2 separate regions of the Pan troglodytes genome follow, and region 1 is linked to region 2. A link is a contact called in public HiChIP or PLAC-seq data. All regions are on one chromosome and are shown on one strand. Each heading gives the region's core, a stretch centred on a gene start, on an enhancer-like site or on the middle of the called end of the contact. The rest is flanking DNA. Distances are from core to core; before and after follow the strand shown.

The links. HiChIP or PLAC-seq counts read pairs in DNA pulled down with a chosen protein or histone mark.
Region 1: a contact with region 2 is called in an H3K4me3 HiChIP or PLAC-seq map of stem cell-derived excitatory neurons, with 6 times the contacts expected there. The contact joins the promoter of FMNL2 here to the enhancer-like site in region 2. A contact is called at or near these places in 4 of 7 Hi-C or Micro-C datasets (blood, induced pluripotent stem cells and stem cell-derived neural progenitor cells), 1 of 1 datasets of contacts at active chromatin or transcription factors (stem cell-derived excitatory neurons) and 1 of 1 other capture datasets (stem cell-derived neural stem cells).

Annotation. Positions count from the first base shown.
Region 1 is chr13:54,202,358-54,205,313 of NHGRI_mPanTro3-v2.0_pri, forward strand. FMNL2 (formin like 2) reads left to right here and starts at 1,581. Exons shown (of 28, transcript XM_054679872.2): 1 at 1,581-2,132. STAM2 (signal transducing adaptor molecule 2) reads right to left here and starts at 1,305. Exons shown (of 14, transcript NM_001280281.1): 1 at 1,179-1,305. The coding sequence starts at 1,218.
Region 2 is chr13:54,059,953-54,063,156 of NHGRI_mPanTro3-v2.0_pri, forward strand. The region is part of intron 2 of CACNB4 (calcium voltage-gated channel auxiliary subunit beta 4); the gene reads right to left. Among named protein-coding and RNA genes, the nearest start is that of CACNB4, 66 kb to the right of the region's middle. Within about 2 kb of position 1,934, at least 5 of the 24 cell types and tissues checked have an H3K27ac peak or open chromatin away from gene starts, as enhancers often do. A contact at or near this core is called in induced pluripotent stem cells and stem cell-derived excitatory neurons, where this site is marked.

The sequences.
Region 1 (2,956 bases), core at 331-2,830, 140 kb after region 2:
CCACCAAAAAAAAAGTTTAATGAAGTAAGGAACATACATATTTGAACTATTTACATATATTATTTGACTCAAACATGTTTTTTAAAATGGCTTAGGGGATTACACAACATACCAGAATAGGGCACTTTCTACAGTCTCCTAATAACCAAATGTTAACTATGAAACAGGGGAATTACTGCTGAGATGTGCAGTATTCTTCTGAGTCTCCCCGCCCCAACCCCATTTCCAAGTTCTAAAAATTTACCTAGGGTTCTGTTAACTACTGCTACAAAAACAAACAAAAAACAAACCTGTAGTCCCAGCTACTCGGGAAGGGGAAACGGAGGTGGAGGCCGAGGTGGGAGGAATTCTAGTCGCACCTGGGCAACATAGTGAGACCCAGACTTTCGAGAATACATACATATATTTCTCAGTTTGTTTTAGTGTTACTCAAATTTCCTAAATAATTTCGTATATATCTTATCCATGTTTTTCTCATTCTATAGTCACTGAGAGACCAGCGCTTTATGACTGCAACAAGTAAAATACTTGTTGTTCTGGAGTGTTTTGAGACTGGAGATTTCCTTTTCATACTCTAAAACCGAACATCTCCTAGCACCCGCGCAATCTTTGCAATCCGGGGATGAAGAGCAACACCTTTACAATTGTAATAAATCTTAAAGCTACCCTATCAGGGATTGAATGCATGAGTAATATAAATAATGGGGAAGTAAGTTCTTCCTATTCAATGCGGTTGTCTAGGTGTCAAGTGTCTAGTGTTGGGCTTCTCTAGACAGTAGGATCTCCACTGCTGCATCATCTTCAGAAAACGATGGGGCAGAGACGGAGGTAACCAGCTGTCGAACGAGCAGGAAGTTTTTAATCACCAACTCTACAACTACTTAATCAGTCCAGTCTCCAGCGAGCCCTAGGCTCTTCCCAAATCCTACGCCTGGCAAGGAGAACGGCCCTTTGAGGGTCCCCAAACTCAGGCGGCAGGAAGCACTCCCCAGACCGCTAGCGACGCGCCGAGGTTGCCCCCAGAAAAATCCCAACGTCGAAGGAGCGGGCGGCACCGCCCCTCCCCTCCCTTCGCTTTGCTTCCTAGTCCCCGGAGTCGCTACCGCCCACTTTCTAGCCGGACAAACAGCAGTCCAGGGCCAGGCACACAGCAGTCCAGGACCGGGCACAGCACTCACCCACGTCTTGCTCGAAGGGGTTGGCGGTGAACAAAGGCATCTCGCCGGCGCCCGAGCCCTAGTCGCTGCTGTCTAGCTAACACTCAGCAACTGCTACCCGCCGGGTGACCCGCGGCCGCGGCTCCCTAGACCGCTCCGCTTCGGCCTCCGTCCCTGCACTTCCGCCACCGCACCTGCCCGGCTCTTGCCTGACAGGCCGGCTCGGAGTCCACCCTTCGATCCCGCGCTCCTGTCCCAACTTTTCTCCCGGGGCGAGATCCCTCCGACCATGGGCGTCCTCCTAAGGCCTTTGTCGCTGCCCCTGTCCCAGACTTTTGTAGGGGTCAGGCGGCCGCTACGGCCACCTTTCCAGCGCTAGGACCCCGGCTAGCCACGAAGCCGGGGACCTTCGGAGCCGGAAGTAGTCCCGCCTGGAACTGGACGACCCCGGAAGCTGCAGTGCTAGCGGCGGCGCGGCAGGGGGCGCGGTACCCGTGGTTTTTCGCGTTGGACGACGGGCTCTGAGGGCCAAGTTCTTGTCACGAATTTAGTTTGTTTCAGAGCGGCAGGACTCGTAGCTAGAGAACGAGGACCCACGATGCGTACGCGTTACAGTCCTGTTTCCCTAGAAACGGAGCTGCCGGCGCGGAGGTGGCTTTGAGATTCTGCGAAAGACCTGACTGCTCTTCAACACTTATTGTGTTGCACCCTCCCAGGCGCCCAGTCCAAACCCCGTCAGAATAACCACCCGGGACAGCGGTGGTCGAAGTAACTACGCCTAACTTTTCGCTTTCCATCGTGTCCCCTCCATAAAAACACTGCTGGGCCCCCGGAATCCAAAGGCGAAGGAGGCACACTCCCTGCCTTAGACTTGCTGAGAGTTTTATAGGGGCAGTGCATAACGTACATGATGGTGTATGACGATTCGGATGGTAGTACGAGTCATAAACTCAAATTCCAACAGCATCCAGCCAGGTATTTAAATGAATGCAAAAGCCCAAGCACCCTTCCCACCCACATATTCTCTGTTCCTCTTAGAAAACTGTAGTAATGATTATGTTGCCTGTCTCTCTCCTCCTCATTAGATTATAAACTCCCTGATAAGTTTTGGTCACTATATATCCCCAGCGTCTAAAACAGTGTCCCAAGTAATAGACGCTCAATACTTTTCGAATGAAGCTGTAACTTTCTAACTGAACAGTGCGTATCTAAAGATGTCAACCATTGGTAAATTGCAGCCATTTGTTGAAATGTGGGTCCTACTAGAGTTTGCAATTTTTCAATGATGTTTAAATGTTGAGAATTACTCCAACATTTTAAATAATGGATTAATCAAAACCATTTTACAAACTCTAGTATAAAGACCTGATGCTATAGAGAGCTCATACACATTCAGAAAGGTGGTTGCATTTTATAGAGTTAGGGGCACAAATGAGAAGGAATCGTGCAGAAGGGGCTGTTTTTCATAGAACGTTGAACCTAGGGATGTTCAAGATAAATTGGGAGGCCGGGCATGGTGGCTCACGCATGTAATCCCAGCACTTTGGGAGGCCGAGGCGGGCAGACTGCTTGAGGCCAGGAGTTCAAGACCAGACTGGCTAACATGGCGAAAAACCGTCTCTACTAAAAATACAAAAATTAGCCAGGCATGGTGGCGCAAGCCTGTAATGCCAACTTCTTGGGAGGCTGAGGCACGAGAATCACTTGAGCCCAGGAGGTAGAGGTTACAGTGAGCCAAGATCAGGCAACTGCACTCCAGCCTGGGCAACAGAGCAAGACTCTGTCTCGAAAAAAGAAAA
Region 2 (3,204 bases), core at 684-3,183:
GTACTGTGGCCCCTCTGCAGCACAACCTGAGGGAGGAAGGCAGGTCAGACACAGCCAGGGGCTTGCTCAAAGGCCTGGGACCAGGCAGAGGATGATCCACAGATGGAGCTCAGGTCTCCTCATCCTTAATCCTAGGCTTTCTCCCCTGCCCATCAGCCCCTCCTGGCAGCCACTCATCCTCGGATTTCAGAGTCCTGATGGCCTCTAGGGAGTGAGAGGACAGTCAGCAGGGTCTCTGCTAGACCCTGAAGAGAGACCTGGAGTTAATGGTAGAGAACTAGGCAACAGGAAAAAGAGGAGGTTTTAAAAATTATCCATATTTTTGAAAACTGATATTTTCCTCCATTACTAGAAAACTGCCCTTTCTGTTGGCATTAGGCTCTCTAAAAGGGAAGCACCGTGCTGACAGTCTTGCCAAGCCAAGGGTGAAAGCCTCACAGCCCGTGGCTTGCTTGAACGAAGGCTCCATCAGGGGACAGCAAACTCCTTCATTTCATATTCAGGCAAGAGCGGAGAGCAACAGAACCTTGATGATTCGAGTGTCTGGATCCTTCTAGTGTGGGGAAAGGATGTGGCAAATAAAGAGAGAGAAAAAAGGCATAGGAGGCACATGACCAAGTCTGATTTTTTCAGACCTTCTGTTAAAACTGCCCCACAGATGGTTTCAAAATATAGAACCAGAGACTGTGGAGAGCTGGAAGGAATCCCCTTCCCCCCGTCCATTATCTTTGCTCCACGGATAAGAAATTGGCCTGAGAAGGGAAGGGACTGACCCAGGCCACACAGCCAGGAAGGGGCAACAGCCATGTCTCCTGACTCTCAGTGTAACATTTTTTCCCCTAAAATACATTGGACCAAAACCTACTTAGCAGCCCATGGAAATGAACAAGTAAATTGTTAACTTGCTACTAATTTTAGCTATCAACTATTGATGGTGGCACATCTAACTCAGTGGGTCATGATTCTAAGAAAGCCACAATTAATTACAAATTCCTTAAAAAACACAAATACAGACTATGGTTTAACCATATATTACCGAGACATTTTAATACAACTTTATTTTTAATAATAGGGAATTCAAAAAAATCTAAATGCTTTTTTGCTTAATGCATTTTCTCTCTCCAAAGAAAGTCTCAATATACTTTATATGTTTCCATCTTAAAAAGATTTTTTAGGCAGGGTGTGGTGGCTCATGCCTATAATCTCAGCACTTTGGGAGGTTGAGGCAGGAAGATTACTTCAAGACCACCCAGGGCAATACAGTGAGACCCCCCCATCTCTACAAAAACAAAAAAATTAGCTGGGTATGTTGGCACATGCCTATAGTCCTGGCTACTCAGGAGACTGAGGCAAGAGAATTGATTAAGCCCTGGAGTTCAAGGCTGCAGTGAGCTATGATTATGCCACTGCACTCCAGCCTGGGCAATAGAGCAAGACCCTGTCTCTTAAAAAAAATAAATAAATAAAAAGGTAGAAAAATGAACTAGTTTGGTGTAGACAGGTTCCCCTGCAGAGGTTCTGCTTCAGGCCTAAGTGAGGCAGTGGCAGCCAGGCAAGGCCCTGGAGAACAGCATGCCAGACAAGAGGAACAGACAGGGCCAAGGTCCCCAGGTGGGGAAGGGACTGGCATGCTTGAGAGCAGAAAGAAGACCCGGGCGGCTGGTTAAATAATGAACGAGGAGAAGCGGGGTGGGGGAATGAGGATGAAGAGGCATGCTTACACGTTTTTACAAAAGGGCAGCTTTTGACTTGCTGAAGCAAATGAAATGCTTCCATTAAATCCCCGCTTGGTGGTGTAGACGGGCTGCCACCACCTCTCTGAAGTGACTGAAAACAACAGGGAGGGGACTGAGGGGATGCGACCAGCATCCTAGAAGAGCAACTTCAGACTCCCTCCTTCAACTCCAGCAGCCACAGTTGCTTGGATACCCTTGTAGTTCAGGTCTCCTGAGGTCTCCACATGGCTTCCAGCTGCCTTTCTAGCACGTGAAGATTCTACCCTATCATCCTCTGCCATTTAAGGCGAGAGGCAGATTCACTGTGATCTGGGTAAATACCATTTCCAAAAAGGAAACCGGCACCCAAACCTCCCATCTTTTTATAAATTCTCCTGCACAGACGGTATAGTCTCAAAGGACGTAGGAGCCAAACTTGGGGAAAAAAAATTTTCTCCCCTATTTAGAAAGTTCTAAATAATCTGACACAACATTCAGCTAGTGGGGGTGTGAGAAAGTGGGAAGGAGGACTTTAAGGCAAGTCACATGAAATAAAGAGAAAAATGAAAAATGTAAGCTTTTGCCCTTTTGTGAGGACTTCTCTAATTCTCGTGGTATTTCAGATTTCCCTGAATCAAATTATTCACTCCTTCAGTTTGTAGGTAACAGACATTTCCCTTCCTTATTAACAAGATGCAGGTAGTTAGCAACATAATAGAAGCAAGAACTTTGTATTGCTTGGTGTGTCTGGGTCACATACTATTTTTAATTCCTGTCTCCTAACACCTGGGGGGAAAAATTAAGTTCAACAGTTCCTTACACAGGAAAAAAAAGAAATGAGCATTTCTCCCTCACTAACAGGCAGCACTTCCAAATAAAACCTGTCAGGCTTAAGAGCAAGATGGACTCGGAGTGGCTTTCTCCTCATTACTTGTCTCCCAACAGGGCTATTAAATGCCCAGGGTTGGTACATTTAAATTTCATTTCAAATTAAAATCCCAACAGAAGTCATGTCTTGCAAAGTAGGTCTTAAAAATACTTCTATGCTGGACAGATGAGACCTGCAGGGGAAGGAAACGCAGAGAGTGGATGCAGGTGGCAGTACCTAGTGAACTAAAAGCTCTTGAAGTCTCCATTAGGGCCCTCACACAGGGCTCTGGTGAAGGGTGATAACAAGGAAGCGACCAGGCCACACAGCAGGGGAACTGAGAGCAAGGACAACGCTTATCCTGCAAGAGCAAGCTAACCTTGCTGCCTGCTCCAGCCTCTCCTTTATTTCAAGTCGTTACCACAAAATGGGCAAGCAGCTTCCCTTGCAGAAAATCCCCCATCATGAAAAGCATCACATAAATTCCATTCTCACTTAACGATCTGTATATGAATTAGAGAATGTGGGTTTTGTTTTTGTTTTTTGTTTTCCTCTCTAGATGTTTGTAGTCCTGCCTTTAAAACACCAGGGGATGGCATCCGATACAGAGCTGCTGCTTTC